Linked DNA regions of Mus musculus: all the other regions are linked to region 4. A link is a contact called in public HiCAR-type, HiChIP or PLAC-seq and promoter capture Hi-C data. All regions are on one chromosome and are shown on one strand. The core of a region is the stretch at or near the end of the contact, and the rest is flanking DNA. Distances in the headings are between cores, read along the strand shown.

Evidence for each region. Promoter capture Hi-C pulls out the DNA fragments that hold promoters and counts their contacts. HiCAR-type assays count read pairs that join an accessible place to other places. HiChIP or PLAC-seq counts read pairs in DNA pulled down with a chosen protein or histone mark. Capture Hi-C pulls out chosen DNA fragments and counts their contacts.
Region 1: a promoter capture Hi-C map of liver shows a contact between it and region 4, with 2.0 times the contacts expected there. The contact joins the promoter of Knl1 here to the promoter of Rtf1 in region 4. A contact is called at or near these places in 1 of 39 promoter capture datasets (erythroid cells), 1 of 484 Hi-C or Micro-C datasets (CD4 T cells), 4 of 115 datasets of contacts at active chromatin or transcription factors (extraembryonic endoderm stem cells, memory CD8 T cells, pancreatic cancer cells and 1 more) and 1 of 9 other capture datasets (liver).
Region 2: a contact with region 4 is called in a HiCAR-type map of astrocytes, with 2.5 times the contacts expected there. The contact joins the promoter of Rad51 here to the promoter of Rtf1 in region 4. A contact is called at or near these places in 1 of 39 promoter capture datasets (liver), 1 of 484 Hi-C or Micro-C datasets (liver) and 1 of 115 datasets of contacts at active chromatin or transcription factors (astrocytes).
Region 3: an H3K27ac HiChIP or PLAC-seq map of thymic regulatory T cells shows a contact between it and region 4, with 4 times the contacts expected there. The contact joins the promoter of Ccdc32 here to the promoter of Rtf1 in region 4. A contact is called at or near these places in 1 of 484 Hi-C or Micro-C datasets (CD4 T cells) and 3 of 115 datasets of contacts at active chromatin or transcription factors (extraembryonic endoderm stem cells, memory CD8 T cells and thymic regulatory T cells).
Region 5: a contact with region 4 is called in a promoter capture Hi-C map of cranial neural crest. The contact joins the promoter of Pla2g4e here to the promoter of Rtf1 in region 4. A contact is called at or near these places in 2 of 39 promoter capture datasets (cranial neural crest and frontonasal cranial neural crest).

What each region holds. Positions count from the first base shown.
Region 1 is chr2:119,045,170-119,048,698 of GRCm38.p6, reverse strand. Knl1 (kinetochore scaffold 1) reads right to left here and starts at 1,580. Exons shown (of 24, transcript NM_029617.3): 1 at 1,476-1,580. It overlaps n-TSgct7 (a tRNA gene), which reads left to right and starts at 1,868; the gene lies at 1,868-1,949.
Region 2 is chr2:119,110,655-119,114,167 of GRCm38.p6, reverse strand. Rad51 (RAD51 recombinase) reads right to left here and starts at 1,354. Exons shown (of 10, transcript NM_011234.5): 1 at 1,134-1,354.
Region 3 is chr2:119,027,849-119,031,215 of GRCm38.p6, reverse strand. It overlaps Ccdc32 (coiled-coil domain containing 32), which reads left to right and starts at 1,823. Exons shown (of 4, transcript NM_199310.2): 1 at 1,823-1,899.
Region 4 is chr2:119,673,206-119,676,465 of GRCm38.p6, reverse strand. Rtf1 (RTF1, Paf1/RNA polymerase II complex component) reads right to left here and starts at 1,398. Exons shown (of 18, transcript NM_030112.2): 1 at 1,186-1,398. The coding sequence starts at 1,398.
Region 5 is chr2:120,243,796-120,247,078 of GRCm38.p6, reverse strand. It overlaps Pla2g4e (phospholipase A2, group IVE), which reads left to right and starts at 1,744. Exons shown (of 20, transcript NM_177845.4): 1 at 1,744-2,393. The coding sequence starts at 2,172.

The DNA of each region.
Region 1 (3,529 bases), core at 331-2,830, 630 kb after region 4:
AAATTGAATGATTATATACAATGAAATTAAGATGAAACAAATTAAAACTCAAGTTTTTGGTAATCATACTACATTTCTTTGATAACCATATTTTAAGTGCGCCAAAAATGACTGCTAATAGATACCATGTTGGACAGTGCAGATATAGAATATTATTATCACAGAAAATTCTATTGGAAACGCTTGTTCGATCCAGTATCTAGAATCAGTACCTTCTCGTATTCTCAGCATCAAACACATCATTTATATCACCATCCCAAACATTTTACTCCATTTACATCTATCAACTTGTAAAGGTTTCCAGCCATTCACATAGTCAAGAAGTACACTGCTTGAACCTAACCTTTAATGACCAAATACCTTACGATATATTTCCTTCCATATTTATAAATCATCTCTCCAACAATCTGACCAATGAAATGCCATCCCCATGAAGTCTACTTTAGCACAAGACAATGAACCTATGAGACATACAAGGGACTCAACGGAACCAATTTAACTGAAATGAAAACTAACGGTCAACCTTGGTGTCTAGAATAAACTGCTGCTTTGGGTTTTAGCCACATGCTTTATCTCTGTTAACTTCTGTCTTAGTCACAGTTTTATTGCTGTGAAGAGACACCATGGCCACAACTCTTATAGCAGGAAGCAGTTAATTGGGGGTCTTGCTTACAGTTTCAGAGACTTATATAGCAGTCATCATGGGGAACCTGCGAGCAAACACAATGCTGAAGGAGTAGCCAAGAACGTCCACAAACAGCAGGCAGAGTTTTGGAAACCTCAAAGCTCATCCCTCATTAACACATCTCCTCCAACAAGGCCACCCCTCCTCCTAATCCTTTCAAACAGTGCCACTCTCAGTTGACTCGGCATTCAAATATATGAGCATAAATCAAACTACAACGTCTAGTACATTTTAAAAATTGCAGTAGGCAATATTTTTCTTCCCAAAGGGAATCCAAAGTCTTTTGGATGGGAAAGGAAATTTATGTAATCTAACACACCGATTTGTCTTTACTAATGTTGGACCTGCAGAAACCCGAAACTCTATTATTGTGCTCGGACGGAGCCTACAATTTAAAGTTCACTCGTCGCCTTCAGACCACGGAAGCAGGGAACGTCGGTCAGAAACACATACCACAAGGAGTTGGCGAGAGACGGTGGGACCGGATCCCGGAGCCCTGACCAAAGATGATGGGCGGGGCGAACCCGGAGGCCCACGGCGCACCGCGCAGACGACACGACCCCGGGAATGGAGCGGCTTTGGGAAAGGAGAAGCGAAACGCGGCGCTCCAGGAGAAGGAGAGCGGGCCGTTGGCGCTCGCGCGGTCCGGTCGGCTGCAGGGCCTTTCCGAGATCGCCCCGACGACCGAGCGACCTCAGCAACCCGCGCCCGCCCTTCAGCACTCAAACAGAACCCGAGCCCTCTCAGGAGCCCAGAACGGAAAGGAGCATTCTGACCCGCCACCGACCACCTGCTTGACTTGTCTGGGGTCCTCGCGCTCCTTGGAGTCGGACGTCACCTCTCAACGTCCCTGAAGTATTCAAATCTAACCGCCCTAGTGATGCGCATGCTCAGTGCTGCGCGCCGCGCAGACCCCACCCCTTCGGCTCCAGACCGGCCCCGCCCCTAAGACATAAACTTCTCTGTCCTCCTCTGCTCTGACTTAAGTTCCCTCGGGTTTTTCTTCTTTTCTACAGAATTTTCTTCGTCTCTGTTATTCTGAGAACGGCCATCTTCTTTCGAGTGTTTGCAGAGTAAACAATCGCACTGTTGGCTTCCGTACAAAATGGCGACTTCCATGGTATTGCGTCACAGCGCTCTGTGTCTACTCCCTATAGCTACCAGGAAGAAACTAGCTTCTGGGACGAGGTGGCCGAGTGGTTAAGGCGATGGACTGCTAATCCATTGTGCTCTGCACGCATGGGTTCGAATCCCATCCTCGTCGAAAGTGTCTTTTGCTAATTAGTGTAATGTGAATTTATAATCCACAGGATGGAAGTGATTAAATATTGCTTCGGGTTTTAATTCCGATCAGGTTCTATCTAACACAATTAGTCTCAGCATCGAGGTGTTTTAGTTGGTGATATTGTAATTTGAAGGAATTTGATATTTGAAATCAGCTGAAGGAATTGAGATATTTGAAAGGCTGCTTTTGGAATGTTATGACTCACAGATGAAGAAAAAGCAGATAAAGAGACTTTTTTCTAGGAATTTAATTTCTTACAAAGTAAAATAACAGGACATGTTCAGTGGTGGTCTGGAACATGAAATGTCCTAGCTCTGAGATGAATGCTTTCAGTCTTTAATGAGCTCTTACTCCGAGGGCTTTGTTTTGTTTTTGTTATTTTGAGACACAGTTTTACTGTGTAGCAGTCTAGCCTCCAGGTTAAAAATCATCCTGTCTCGCCTTCCCAAATGCTAGGATTACAAAGCTATACCCCCATAATCGCTATTTTGGGGGTTTAATACCTGTCCTGATCGTGAAGTACCATATTGCATTACAAATGCCACCTCTTCCAGCCCTTAAGCAAGCTATGGGATTTGTTTTCAATGTATACATTAAAAAGGTGCCCATGGGGGTGGGGGTAGGGGTGGGGGTGGGGGTGGGGGTGGGGGGGTAACCCAAGTGAACCCTTTGCAGGGCAGTGGTGGCGCAGACCTTTAATCCCAGCAGTTGGGAGGCAGAGGCAGGCGGATTTCTGAGTTCGAAGCCAGCCTGGTCTACAGAGTGAGTTCCAGCATGAGTTCCAGGACAGTCTGGGCTACACAGAAACACTGTCTCAATCCCCCCACCCCCACCCCAAAACAAAACTCCCAAAAACAAAACAAACAAACAAACAAAAATGCCCATGACATTTGAAATCTTGCTATGATCCAGAAACTACTGAAGAAGAGGAACACGACTACCTTTTCAAAAGACAAAAAGCTGAATCTTCTGGATTTAACCAAAGGATTAGGAATAGAAAAAAGAACAGAGATTTTCCTCCTGTAACATCATCAGACAAATTCATTCAACTCACACTTAAAAACCCTTAATGTTTTTTACATAACTAAAAGCAACATACATTTTACATGGATTATGTGTCTCCGACTCTGCAGAACCCTGTGATCATGATAGATGTCTTCATATTCTATTATTGTTGTTTTACACTGAAAGATTAATTTGTCCAAGGCTATACAGCTTCTAAGTTGCAGACAGGACAGTGTAACCCACATCTATTGACTCCATGATGTTTAACCCTCATCCTGTATGGTACCAGATCATGAAGAGTTCTTAATGATCCCCTGGAGTGGTGATTTTACATTCCTCTCACTGGGCATGCTCAGTGTTCAAGAGCCCAGCACCAGGGGCAGGTGCTTCAGCAAGATTTGTGGCACTGATGATTGGAAGGCAGTCAGACGCCTCTCTCCTGGTTCCTCCATTTTAGGTCCAAATCCCTTGGGAATGTTGCTACCTTCACAGTCTGGGCACTTTTGGCCAGTTCTCTTCAGCCATGTCTTACTGTCCGTTTTCTGTCCTGGTGG
Region 2 (3,513 bases), core at 105-2,604, 560 kb after region 4:
GGTAACAGCAGTCTATTAGTGATTACATAGATACATTCTTTTTTTGTTGTCTTGTTTTTGAAAGATTTTATTTTATGTATATGAGTACACTGCAGTTGTACTGATGGCTGTGAGCCACCATGTGGTTGCTGGGATTTGAACTTGGGACCTTCAAAAGAGCAGTCAGTGCTCTTAACCACTGAGCCCTCTCTCTAGCCCCCAATATATTCACTTTGTATTCACTCACGTATACACTTGTATTTTATACATCTTTGTATTTTATACTTCATTTTATTTTTATTTCTTGGAAGTTCCTTTTAGATTTCTTTTTTGTTCATGAGAATTTTGCCTGCATACATGTGTGCGTACCACAAGCATGCCTGGTATCTGAGGTCAGAAGGCGGCACTGGATCCCCTGGAACTGGAGTTATGGTTGGTTGTAAGCCACCATGTGGGTACAGGAGCTGAACTCAGTTCCTTGGGAAGAGCAGCAAGTGCTCTTAACAGCAGAGCCACCTTCCAGCCCCTGTTCTTCACTTTTCCTTTTCTGAGACAGCTCTTCCATTTGTGGCTCAGGATGGTCTTGAAACTGTCATCCTCCTGCCTCTCCCAAGTGCTACGATTATATAGGTGAGTCATCTAGCCAAGATTCTCTTTAGAAATTTGTTTTATTTCTCGGTCTTTGCTACTCTTTTGCTTACGCAATCTTTGAACTCTGGGGCCTTCTACTTCAGTCTCCAGAGAGACCAGCCACTACCCTCATTTTAAAGTAACCAAGAATCTGTTAGCCCTGGCCCTACTACGTAACAGCTGTGAGCACTTTTCTCTGATCTCAGCTTCCTGCGTCCGGACCACAGAAGTGAACCTGAAAGTTTGTAAATCCCAGCATTGGGAGACTAAGGGTAGCAGTTCGAGCCCTGCCCAGCCTAGGTCGTGACCTCGGGTCTCAAAACAAATGCTTGAAGTACAGGTCGGTTTTCTCCACAACGAATTCAGTGGGTCAGTTAGCGTCGGTCGGTTGGTCGCCCTGCTCCGCCTTTCTCCGGTTTCTCAGCGTAGAGGGGACCCACAAAGCTGGCTACGGGAGCACTGGCCTGAGCCGGCTCAAGAAGCCGAGCGGCCATGGAAGGGGTGCGCCGGCGCCGCACACTCACCTGTCCCGCGGCCACGGGCCGCTCGCTCCTCCGGGCAGCCGGCTCTGCACACACCACACTCCCCCCACTTCACCCGGCTCGAACGCGCTTCGTTGCTCCTCTGTCAGGTTTTCTACGAAAAATTTCAGTCTTCCTGGCCACACCTGTGGGAGCGCCTCGGCTTTGCCCAGGCGCGGATCTGCGCACGGCGCGCGACTTTCGGAAATCCCGCCAAATCCTCACGCTCCTATCGCTGCAACGTCATCACGCCTTTCTCCGACCCGCCTCATACCTACTTCCGCTTCTGCTGCGAACCTGACGGACATGCCGGACGGCTTTGAAGCCGAGTGATTTCGTAGGGTCACTCTTCCCTTCCTTTATGATTGTTCTGATCCGGCCTTTCTGGTTACCCGACTGAGGACTACAAGTCTGCAAAGACGATGTGATCAGCCCAGGACTACATAACCCAGAATGCACTGCTGCGGAAGCACCTCTGCAAAACTTCTTGCACAGCGGATGTGGACTTCGGTCAGAAAGGCTTTGGCCAGTTCTGGCAGAGTGTGGATCTTTGGTAGTTGGGATGGTATGCTTTGGAACCAGGTGTTCTCTTGGTCTCTGTGGGCGGCAGAGATGAAGAAGCTGGAATAAAGATAAAACCTGCGAATGGAGCCAGCGATTAGAAAACCAGTGTGGGAATCAGCGAGGTGGAAAAAAAAAACCTTTTAATTGGGCGGGGGTTGGGACCGGTGGATATAATCTAAATATATACATTCATAAAACTACCAAAAACTAAAGCGAAATAACTCACTCTCTAGTGTTTTTTTTCTTCTCTCGCTTTGTAGTGGTTACTCCAGAAAAGTAGGAGCAAAATTGAATAAAGTAAAGGTTTGTGGAGTTTGCCAGGAACTTCGTATGTTTCTTGTTATACATCTAGGTGTTTTCAGACAAGATCTCATACTCCTTGAACTCTTTTTTTTTTTTTTTTTTTTTTTTTTTTGGTTTCGAGACAGGGTTTCTCTGTGTAGCCTTGGCTGTCTGGACTCACTTTGTAGACCAGGCTGGCCTCGAACTCAGAAATCCGCCTGCCTCTGCCTCCCAAGTGCTGGCGTGTGCCACCACCGCCCGGCTCCTTAACTCTATGCCAAGAATGACAATCCTTCTCCCACCTTTGTTTCCTGTACTGCTGGAACATTACTATGTTCTGTGTTGGGGATTGAATCCTGGATTGTATGCATGCCACACAAGCACTTCAACAACGTAGCTGCATGCTTAGCTGAAAATTACTTATATTTAATGAGTACACTGTAGCTGTCTTCAGACATCCAGAGGGCATCAGATTCCATTTACAGATGGTTGTGATTCCATTTACAGATGGTTGTGAGCCACCATGTGGTTACTGGGAACTGGACTCAGTGCTCCTAACTGCTGAGCCATCTCTTCAGCCCTAGGTAATTTTTTTTTTAAGATTTATTTATTATATGTAAGTACCCTGTAGCTGTCTTCAGACACTCCAGAAGAGGGCATCAGATTTCGTTACGGATGGTTGTGAGCCACCATGTGGTTGCTGGGATTTGAACTCAGGACCTTCGGAAGAGCAGTGGGAACTCTTAACCACTTAAGCCATCTCGCCAGCCCCAGGTAATTATTTTTGAGACAGGTTCTTTGTAACCCAGATTGGACTCAGCTCCCCAACGTCTGGGGTTGCACAAAAAAAAGCCACCATTCTTGATGTATATTTACTTTGTATTTTGAGAGACACCTTAGTTAAGTTTCTCTGGATAAATTTCCCAGGGTGACATTTAAACTTTGAATCTTCCTGCCTCAGACTCCCATGTAGCTTGTTTTTTTTTTTTTTTCCCAACCCCATACAGGTGTGTGCCCACAGGGCTGAGTAGTTTTTTTTCTTTTGAGACAGGGTTTCTCTGTGTAGCCCTGGCTGTCCCGGAACTCACTCTGTAGACCAGGCTAACCTTGAACAGAAATCTGCCTGCCTCTGCCTCCCAAGTGCTGGGATTAAAGGTATGCGCCACCACTGCCTGTTGTGAGTAGTTTTAAAGTGGATAAAATTTGTATTTTATACTTATACTATTTTACGTCAAAGGATGGTTTGGTTTGGTTTAAAAATACATTGTGTGTGTGTCTGTTTTCACAAGTAGAGGGCAGAAGACAACTTGAAGGTCAGTCATCTCCTTCTACCACGTATGGAAGTTCAAGATTCAACTCAGGTAGCCAGGGTTCATGGCAGCTGCCATCTCCTCCATGAAACTTTTTTTTTTTTTTTTTTTTTTTTTGGTTTGGAGCTGAGGACCTAACCCAGTGCCTTGTGTTTGCTAGGCAAGCACTCTACCACTGAGCTAAATCCCTCTTAAAAGTATTTCAGGTGAGACAGAGGTTTGAGTTA
Region 3 (3,367 bases), core at 574-3,073, 650 kb after region 4:
TAATCCCAGTCATTGGGAGGCAGAGGCAGGTGAATTTCTGAGTTTGAGGCCAGCGTAGTCTTCAGAGTGAGTTCCGAGACAGCCAGGACTACACAGAGAAATCTTGTCTCGAAAAAACGAGTATAAAGAGTGTATGTAACACAGAAAGCCTTGGTGCACCTTACTGAAACATTGGGACCCTTGTTCCCACACTCCACTCTGTGAGCCAGGTAACACTGAACGTCTTTCTTTTATCCTATGAGTAAGCATTGCTGCAACCTTGCCTGTTTTTTGTTCTCTAGTCTCTCTGCTTTCCACTCCTTTCAATTCACAGTCTAAGAATGCTTACAGCTGTGAGCAGCAGAGCATTCTGCGGTGACACTTGCCTGTGACAGTAGGTTTGCTACAACCTTTGCCACACTGATGGAATTTGAACACATCTCCTCAGCCGAGTTACTGGTATGGGTGATTGGCTGATATTGTCCATCACAGCTTTCTTTGTGACGGAGTAACAGCTCTAGAAAGTGGGAATAATGGGGCTCAGGTGTTAAGAGTGCTTGCTGCTCTTCCAAAGGACCAGATTCAGTTCCCAGCACCCACACCAGGAGTCTCACAACCTTCTACAGACACCAAATGGAAGACATACATATAATTTTTTTTAAAGTTACCCCAACATTTTTTTAATCATTGGGAACAAGGAATAACCAAAGAAACATGTTGACAATCATTGGAGGCTGTGTAAGAGAGATAGTTTTAATTTTAGATAGGATTTTCACTTGCAGTTCAGATTGACCTAGAACTCCACAGCCTCATGCCCTCAGCTTTAGAATGCTAGGGTTACAGGCACTACTACATCTGGCTATTGAAGGTGTTATAAACTCTCTCTCTCTCTCCCCCTTCCCACACTACCATCATCTTCCATACGTCTTTGGTGCCATTTGTACATTTGTCTGTCTGTCTGGTGGACCTCCTCCTACACTAAGCTGGGGCCCATAAGACGTCTTTTTAAAAATATATATTTATTTTATGTATATGAGTACACTGTAGCTGTCTTCAGACACCAGAAGAGGACATTGGACCCCATTACAGATGGTTGTGAGCCACCATGTGGTTGCTGAGAATTGAACTCAGGACCAATGAAAGAGCATTCAGCGCTCTTAACCACTGAGCCATCTCTCCAGCCCCACCATAACAAGTCTTCTGTGTTCTGAATTCACACTCACAATACCTATAGCAGAGTAGGAGCTTAGTATTTTTTTTTTAACTAAATGAAGTCTCAGGAGTCAGTGAATTGAGGCCCCGATATCCTAAGTCACTGACATGCTCTAACTTGAGATAGTCACGAGGTAAAGGTAACACAAATATTCAGAGGATTGTTTGGGAGATAATTGATACACGATTTACTGACCCCAAATCTGTATTTTCACCTAATATTGGGATACACACTGAAAACAATCCAAGCAAGGGCCGTTGGAAGGGGATGCGCCTAGAGCCTTGGGGCTTTGAGGACCATCTAGTTTTGTAAGATAAGCAGGGACCTTATTTCAGAAGGACTTTAGAAATCAAGATCTCTGGGGACCAAGAAAAGTCTAGAAAACTGGCTTCCCTAGCCGAGTCTGGGATGGGTGGTGAAAAGCTGGAACTCTGGAGCCTGCAAAGAATCAATCCGGTCCTGGAGAGTTAAGGTACTAAACTCTGGACAGGAGATTCCATCGTTTCCTGGCAACCACTAGTTCCGCCCACCGATTGCCCGCCTCTGGGCGTCATTAACTATTTTACCAATCAACTCATAGAACGACAGAAAATCAGACATCAATTGGAGGGCTTCTCAGCTCCGTCACTCAGAGACTCCGCCCCTCCCCGATTCTTCCTGACTGCCAGCGACAAACCTGAGCCGGGCGTTTGGAAACTGCTGGGCAGGTAATTGCGGTAGGTGAGGGGCCGCGGTGTCCCGTGTTTAGCATCTCCTACTATGGCCTGACCCCGAAACACAACTGAGGGTATCAGGGGCCGGATCGTCAAGACCAGTGATTTGTTTAGGCCGGGGTGACTGAGGCCTGGGATCTGGACACACGTTTTCCTCTACCGTTCTGAAGGTTCCCGGGGTCAGGGACATGCCTCACCCCACCCCACCCCCGAGTGAGTGCAGACTTGGGGTTTGGGTGTGTAGAGTACTTCCACGGAGATTCTAAGGACTTCGTGACATATCTGACCTTCTACTACTATCTACTTTGGGCCCTCGCGCTGGCTGGACTTGGCTGGAATTCAGACTTTGCCCTTGTCAGCTTTCCTGATCTTTAAAAGCCCTCTTAAAAGAAGGCGTCGACCGATTCCATAAACCTAGATGGTTATGGAAGCCCCTAGACTCTATGCATAGCCCTTCTCCCATCTCGGCGTGGGCGACTTTCAGTGTGTTTCCCAAGCAGGCATAGTGTTGGTGCTGGGTGAAAATAAGGATTTGGAAGCAAAACATCATATACCAGCAATGCTGCTTTGAGCAAACTGCTCATTTGATCTTGTTATTTCCTCTTCCTGCTTCTTCCTCGCCCTTTTCCTGCTCCACTTCCTTCTTCCTCACCAGCTCCTGGAATTCATGCTCTTTTCTGCCTCAGACTCCTTAGTGCAGGAGTACAGATGTGCTTCACCATTCCTAAATGTGTCTCTAAAATGATGAGAATGCCTCTCTTTCATTATTTACATTCAGTGCTAATTATTTGGTTGAATACACATTGCATACACTTATTCAATTATCGCACTTTACAGCAAAAATATGGGCAATTAAAATAGTAATAATAAAAAAATAAAGTGGAAAAAGTATGAATAGGGGTGTGGAGGAACTTGAAGTACACAGCCCTGCTGCCACTGTAATACACACTTAACCTTGCGCTATGATGACTTTTCACCAAGCCCATTTTTGCTGTTTTCACATGTGAGGGACAATGTAAGACTGTCAGTCTGTGTCCCACTGAAGACACCCTAACTGACCATGATAGAACAGCTGTATGAGGGAGGTCTGCAGACAGCACAGTAGTTAGCCACGGATGCACCATGGGAACATAGAGAGTCTTGTGTTCATTGAATATGTAAAATGCAAGGGCTGGGGCTGTAGCTTCTCAGATTCATTTGTGGAGCCTCATCCTGTAGGTGAAGGCTGTTGTGAGGCAGCAGAATCCACTGTCCAGCCCATGGTAAAGTCCTGGGCTCCTTTATGGACATCTCAAACTGCTTTATGTATTCATGTTTCTTGTGTGTGTTTGTGTGTGTGTATTTTGAGATAGAGTCTCACTATGTAGCCCTGAGCTGACACTTACGTAGTCTAGGCTAGCCTCAAATTCACAGATATCCTCTTGCTTTGCTTTGCCTCCTCGGTGCTGGGATTGAAGGTGTA
Region 4 (3,260 bases), core at 149-2,648:
CTCTGTCCTGGACTCATTTTGTAGACCAGGCAAGCCCTCCCTTTTCAAGTCCTAATTAAACCTGAGACCTCTAGTCTATTACTAAGGACTCCCAAGAAGCCTTTTATACAAATACTTTGTAGTTTATACCAACATTTTTTATTATAAACATTTGTTTTATGCAACTGTCCAATTCAATACATGAGGCTGATATTATATGTCCATTTTACAGTGGAAACCAAAGGTAAATGGCTAGAAAGAAATTAGGAATCAGAATTACAGATTCTGAGTTTAGTACTCAATCTACTCCATTTATAAAGCTTCCTACCCTTCCTTTATGTCATTTACTCATGAAACATGGAGGAAATCATCTCCTGATACCATCAGAGTACTACTACACAAACAGCTTCCTCCCTGCAGTGTTTTTTTAAAGTACAGAAGCAATGCCGGGTACTCCAAGACGCTAAAGCCACAAGTTACTTTCAGTACTTCTCAGATCTTCAAGTGAAAAAGAATTCTATGCTGCTGCATAAAAGAGGCTGAGCGCTTGGAACACAGTCTCTCTCTGCTGCCCTACAATTCAAACTTCCAGTTATCTGCCCTCTCTCCTCCTCCAAAGAGTTTTTTGTCAGACATCCCAACGAGAACCCATTTCGACCGTAAATGATCATAGTCTCCCCCCCACCCCAAGCACCACGAAAGCTCTTCGGGACATGTATGGGTGTCTCTCCTATGTCCACATGCCTGGTCTGAAAAACTTCACCTTCCAGAGTCCACACCTTCTAGACAAATTTTCCCTCCCACCGCCCCATGCTCACCCTTGCACCTCCTCCAAAATCTCTCAGCCATTGGGGTTGGCGGGCGATACTTCCTATCTCGCCCAGCCCGAATCTCCCTGCCTGCAGTCATGACGTCCCGATCCGGCCCAAGCAGACAGCGGCCCCCTTCAGTACCCCAAACCCCGAGGCCCATCAGCCCAATTCCCTGCCCCGCCTCCCGGCCCAAGGCGCCAAGTCCTCGGGGCTCTGTCTCCAGGCCTGGCCCGGGCTCCAAGGGCCTAAGATTCAGCGGGGAGACAGGAAGGGACTACAGTAGCGGGACGGACACCAGGCTGGCCGGGCGCTCGGGCCGGGCGACTCCCAGCTCCCGTGGCCAGGACTGAGCCCTCCCGCTCTGCCGGCCCGCGCCTCCGCGGCCTGCCCTCACCTGATCCAGGTTCTCGTCACTGCCGCTGTCTTCCGTATCCGAGTCGATCACGACACGGCCTTTCCGCTTCTTTACCATGGTGGTCCCCCGGCTTCCACGCCGGACGCCGCCCTGACTCCCCTCTTGCCCGCCTGCCAGTGGGACCGCCACTGCCGCCGCCGCCACCGCCGCCGCCACCGCCGCCGCTCGACCCACACAAAGGCGACCGCGCATGCGCGCTCCGCTCCGCCCCTAGCCCCGCCCCCCGCCTGGCGCACGCCGTTCGCCGGCGCCTGGCGCCCCGCCCCGCCCCACCTCCGACGCAGCGCGAGGGGCGGAGCCACGCGCCCGAGGGTTCCGGACCAACGCTCCCTGATCTAGCTGTCCGGAAGCTTCTGCAGTGTTGGAGTTGTAGGCTGCCCAGGAGTTCCCTACTTGAAGCGAATTTGAGCCTCCGGACCAGGGTCCACTCTGAGGAAACTCATCCATCTCCAGCCCTGGAATGCGGCCTCAGGGACCACCCGCATAGTCGACAGCCCCTGGAAATTGCTGAGAGCTTGGGTGGAGGAGCCAGAGTCCGCCTGCCTGGGCTGTTATTAGTGACAGCCTAAATGCGACCCAAAAACTAGGGAAGACTATTCCAGCGATAATCGGAGAACTCAGATTCATTGTAGGGAAGGACCAGGTGTCGGGGTGTGGGATGAGCAGAGAGGTGGCCCGGGAAGAAAGCAGTAATTTAATGAGCTATGCTAAGTAGTTTCAAACTCGCTTGAGTGTCCTGGGTCTTTGGTAAGGAACGACAGTGACTTCAACACTGGAAGAGAATGAGAATAGAGAAATAGATGGGTTCTGAATTATTTGCTAGTTGGGGCGCAGAGGAGGCAGAGGTTTCAGATTCTGATTTAGGAAGATGAGTGTGAGCTTTGTCAAGAAAATATGACAGAGGTTTGGAAGGGAAGAGGGCTGTATAGGAAATGTTTTATGTCGTTGAATTTGAAGTCATCTGACAAAAAGGTCAACGCTGGGAATGCATTTTTATATATTATTTATGTGCAGCAGGGTTTATATTAGGGAGTATTAACAGTTACAATTTGAAGTTGTTCTCAAGTCTTAGAACGCACTGGTTCACTCATTCTGATAGACAACTTTAGAATTCAAATCTTTCTCGACTAAGTTGATGAGGTCTTGCTTTCTTACTATCCCACTTTGACTCTCTAAGTTATTTTTCTCAGCTCAACTACAGTACACATCACATCCCTTGCCAGGTGTGGTAATTATAAACCCATATTTTTAGATACTTGGAAGGTTAAGACAGGAAGAACATAAGGAACACAAGTTCAAGGCCTGCCTAAGTCTGCATAATGAGTCCAAGGCTAAGACCCTGTCTTAGTCGATCAATCAATATATAAATAAATACCAGGCAATGGTGGCCCATGCCTTTAATCTCAGGACTTGAAAGGCAGAGGTGGGCAGATCTCTGCATTCCAGGCCAGCCTGTCTACAAATCAAGTTTCAGAACAGCAAGAGCTGTTGTACGTAGAAATCCTGTCTTGAAATGCAAGAGGAGGAAGAAGAAGGTGAAGGAGGAGGAGGAATAAGAAGAAATAAAGTATTGGATATAGCTCAGTAGTAGTGCTTACAAGCATATGTAAGGCTCTAGGTTTAATATTCATCATTAAAAGCAACAATAGCCGGGTAGTGGTGGCACATGCCTGTAATCCCAGCACTTGGGAGGCAAAGCCAGCTGGTCTACAGAGTGAGTTCCAAGACAGCCAGGGCTACACAGAGAAACCTTGTCTCAGAAAACCAAAGGAAAAAAAAAAAGCAATAACAAATGTTCATGCCTCAAAATAGTAACAGCCCCAGAAGAACTCATCAGTCTGAGGCAGAAGAATAACATATTAACAGTCGCTTAGACTACATAGCAAAACCCAGTCATTTGTGTGTAATGTGTGTATATATAATATATATGTATACCTAATATAATACCATCCATAGAGAGAAAACACTCTCTGCTATTAGCTACTTGAAGAGATGTTTAGAATTACATTGATGGAAACAAACTAAATAAGACCCAGGTACCATTTTACTCCAGA
Region 5 (3,283 bases), core at 495-2,994, 570 kb before region 4:
AGTAAGGTGCCTGCTGTGCAACTGGATCGAACTTGAGAATATCACCCTGAGTGAGGTTCTGAGACCCAGAAAGAGGCGTGTGGTGTGTTCTTAATTATAAGTGGACAGTAACCATAAAGAGCAAGATAACTATGCTACAATCCACAGACCCAAAGAAACTGGGTAATAAGGAGGACTCAGGGGAGGATGTGAGAATCTCACTCAGAGGGAAACAAAATAGTCATCAGAGGTGGATGGAGTGCGGGACTGGGTGGGAGAGGAGGTGAAGAAAGGAACAGGGATGGTGATGATCAGGTGTGGGAAGGGGAGGGAGGGGGCTGGGAGTGAGAATGGAAATCAGTGGGGGGAGCATCTCTGGGACAAGCTGGAGACCTGGGTTGGGAGGAGGCTACAGGGAGTCTATGGGGGTAGCCTTAGCTGAGATCTCTACCTACCAGCTCTTCCAGTAGCCAGGTGGGACTTCCAGTGGAGGGAGGGGGACATCAACCCACCCACAAAACCTTCACCCCAAAATTTGTCCTTCCTATAAAATGCACAGAGATGAAGATGGCGCAGAGACTGAGAACGGCCAACCAATGGCTGCCCAACTTGAAACCCATGCCATGTGAGAGAGCCAACCCCTGACACTGTTAATGATGCTCTGCTCTGCTTGCAGACAGGAGCCTAGCATAACTGTCTCCTGAGAGGCTTCATCCAGCAGTAAAGGGAAATAGAGACCCACAGCCAAACATCAGGCAGAGTTTGGGGAGTCCTGTGGAAAAGTGGGAGATAGAGGCTGGAGAGATGGCTCAGCAGTTAAGAGCACTGATTGCTCTTCCAGAGGTCCTGAGTTCAATTCCCAGCAACCACATGGTGGCTCACAACCATCTGTAAAAGAGATCTGATGCCCTCTTCTGGTGTGTCTGAAGACGGCTACAGTGTACTTTAATAAATATAATAAATATTAAAAAAGAAAAAAGAAAAGAAAAGTGGGGGATAGAATTGATCAAGCCAGAGGGGTAAGAACACCACAAGAAGACCCACAGAATCAACTAACCGGACCTATGGGAGCTCAAAGACTGAATGAACCATTATCCAAAGAGCATGCCCTGTAGCAAATGTGCAGCTTGGTCTTCATGTGGGTCCCCTAACAATTGGAGGGGGTGCTGTCTCTGACTCTGTTGTCTGCCATTAGAGTCCCTTCCCATACCTGGACTTCTTGGTTGGGTCTCAGCGGGAGAGGAGGTGCTTAGTCCTGCTGGGACTAGATGATCCAGAGTAGTTGGTACCCAAGAAGGGGGTGTGTCTTCTCCCGCCTCTGAGGAGAAGGGGAGAGGATAATGGGAGAAGGGTTTTGTAAGGGCGGGACTGGGAGGTGAGGAGGGAATGGGACTGTGATTGGGATGTATAATATATAAAAAATTTGGGGGAAAGGAAAAAGAGAAAAAACTAAGCAAGCGTGTTGTGTTAGCGCACTGCAAGATGGCGCTGGAGAGGCAGCTCAGCTTCTGCGGTCAGGAGCGCATGCTGCTCTTCTAGAGGACCTGGCTTGCTTTTGTTTTTGTGATTTTAAACATAATACCATGGTGCATTCTCTTTCAACTTCATCATATCATTTATCAAGCCAGACGAAATGAGAGGCAAGGTTAATGACCAGTCTCCACCATCAGCTGAGAGCCTAGAGGTGGGTATTTGTTTTCATAGCTCAAAACAGAGATGCGGGATGAGGAGCAACAATTGAGCAATGGCTTTACGGGATGAGAATGCGAGTCTCCTTTAGATCCTGCTAGCCTCAGGCATATCGCCAGCCCCCGCCCCCCTTCTCTGGGATATATTGAGTTTCACGCTTAAAAATAGCTCTTGCAGTGCAGAGCTGGAGACAGCCCCGAGCCTGAATCGCAGCTCTGCAAAGCCGGTCTCTCCTCGTCTAGCACTACGTAGTGCGGGGCGGCGGCGGCGGCGCAGTCCTTGTTGCGTGCTGACCCTCTGCACACCACGGAACCTTTCTTTTACTCTTGCCAACCAGGTTGCTCGAAATGTTTCCGGCGCTCCCTTAGCGAAGCTGTGACCTCTTTCCCTCCCTCCCTCCTTAAAAATTTATCTGACATTTCTCCTGGAGGAACCTGCTGACACCTTTCCTTTCTCCCAAACCTCTCCTGAACTTCCCTGAGGATAAAATCGGCTCCAGCTCTATGCAGTCTATTCCACACTCCGATGAAGCAGACGTGGCTGGGATGACCCACGCCTCAGAAGGCCACCATGGCCTGGGGACCAGCATGCTTGTCCCAAAGAACCCACAAGGGGAAGAAGACAGCAAGCTAGGAAGAAACTGCAGTGGATTTGAAGATGCACAGGACCCACAGACTGCTGTGCCCTCCTCACCTTTACTTTCCATGGCTTCTTGCAGTTCTCAGGTATGTCTTTTTTCTGAGGGGAAAGGCTCCTGTCCCCTTAAACTTGATCCCGCCCCTCTCCTGACTCTGAATAAGATCACATGTGTTCTTGCAGTTTAAAGCTCAGATTTTGTTAATTTTTTTCTTTTTCTGGAGGTGATCCCTCTCCAACCCCATCAACCTACCTGTCTTTACCTCTTTGTGTTCAGAAAACCAGCTAACAGAAGTCGTAACCCTTGAACGAGTGTATCCTGCTATGTATCCAATACTCTGTTAGGCAAGGATTCATGTATGCACTTAGTGAGATGATAAAGCTTGGAGATATTAGACATCTATTTTTTTTAAAGATTTTAAAAAAGCTTTGTATATGTATGTGTGTGACTATGTTTGTGTATGTCACATGTGTACAGTTATCTACAAGGGCAGAAGAGGGAGTCAGATCCCCTGGAGCTGGAGTTACGCCAGAGCCTTCAGCCTTGTTAAGGAATCTATTCAAGATCACACAGGTGGTTTTGAATATGAATGGCCCCCATTGGCTCATACATTTGAATATTTAGTCACCTGGGAGTGGACCGCTTTGGTAGAAGTAGGACTAGTACTGTTGCTTTGTTGGAGGAAATGTGTCATTGGGGGTGGGCTTTGAGGTTTCAAAGCCCCTGCCAGGCCCAGTAGTCCTCCCTTCCCAACCCACCTCAGCCCCCTGCCCCACCCCCACCTACGGATCAGGATATAACTCCCAACTAAGTCTCCATCACCATGCCTGCCAAATCTGCCACCAAGCTCCCACCATGCTAAAAATAGACTAAGCCTCTAAAATTGCAAACCAGCCTCCAATTAAATTCTTTCTCTTCTAAGAGTTGGTATGGTCATGGTGTCTCTTCACAACAATAGAACAGGGACTAAGACAGATG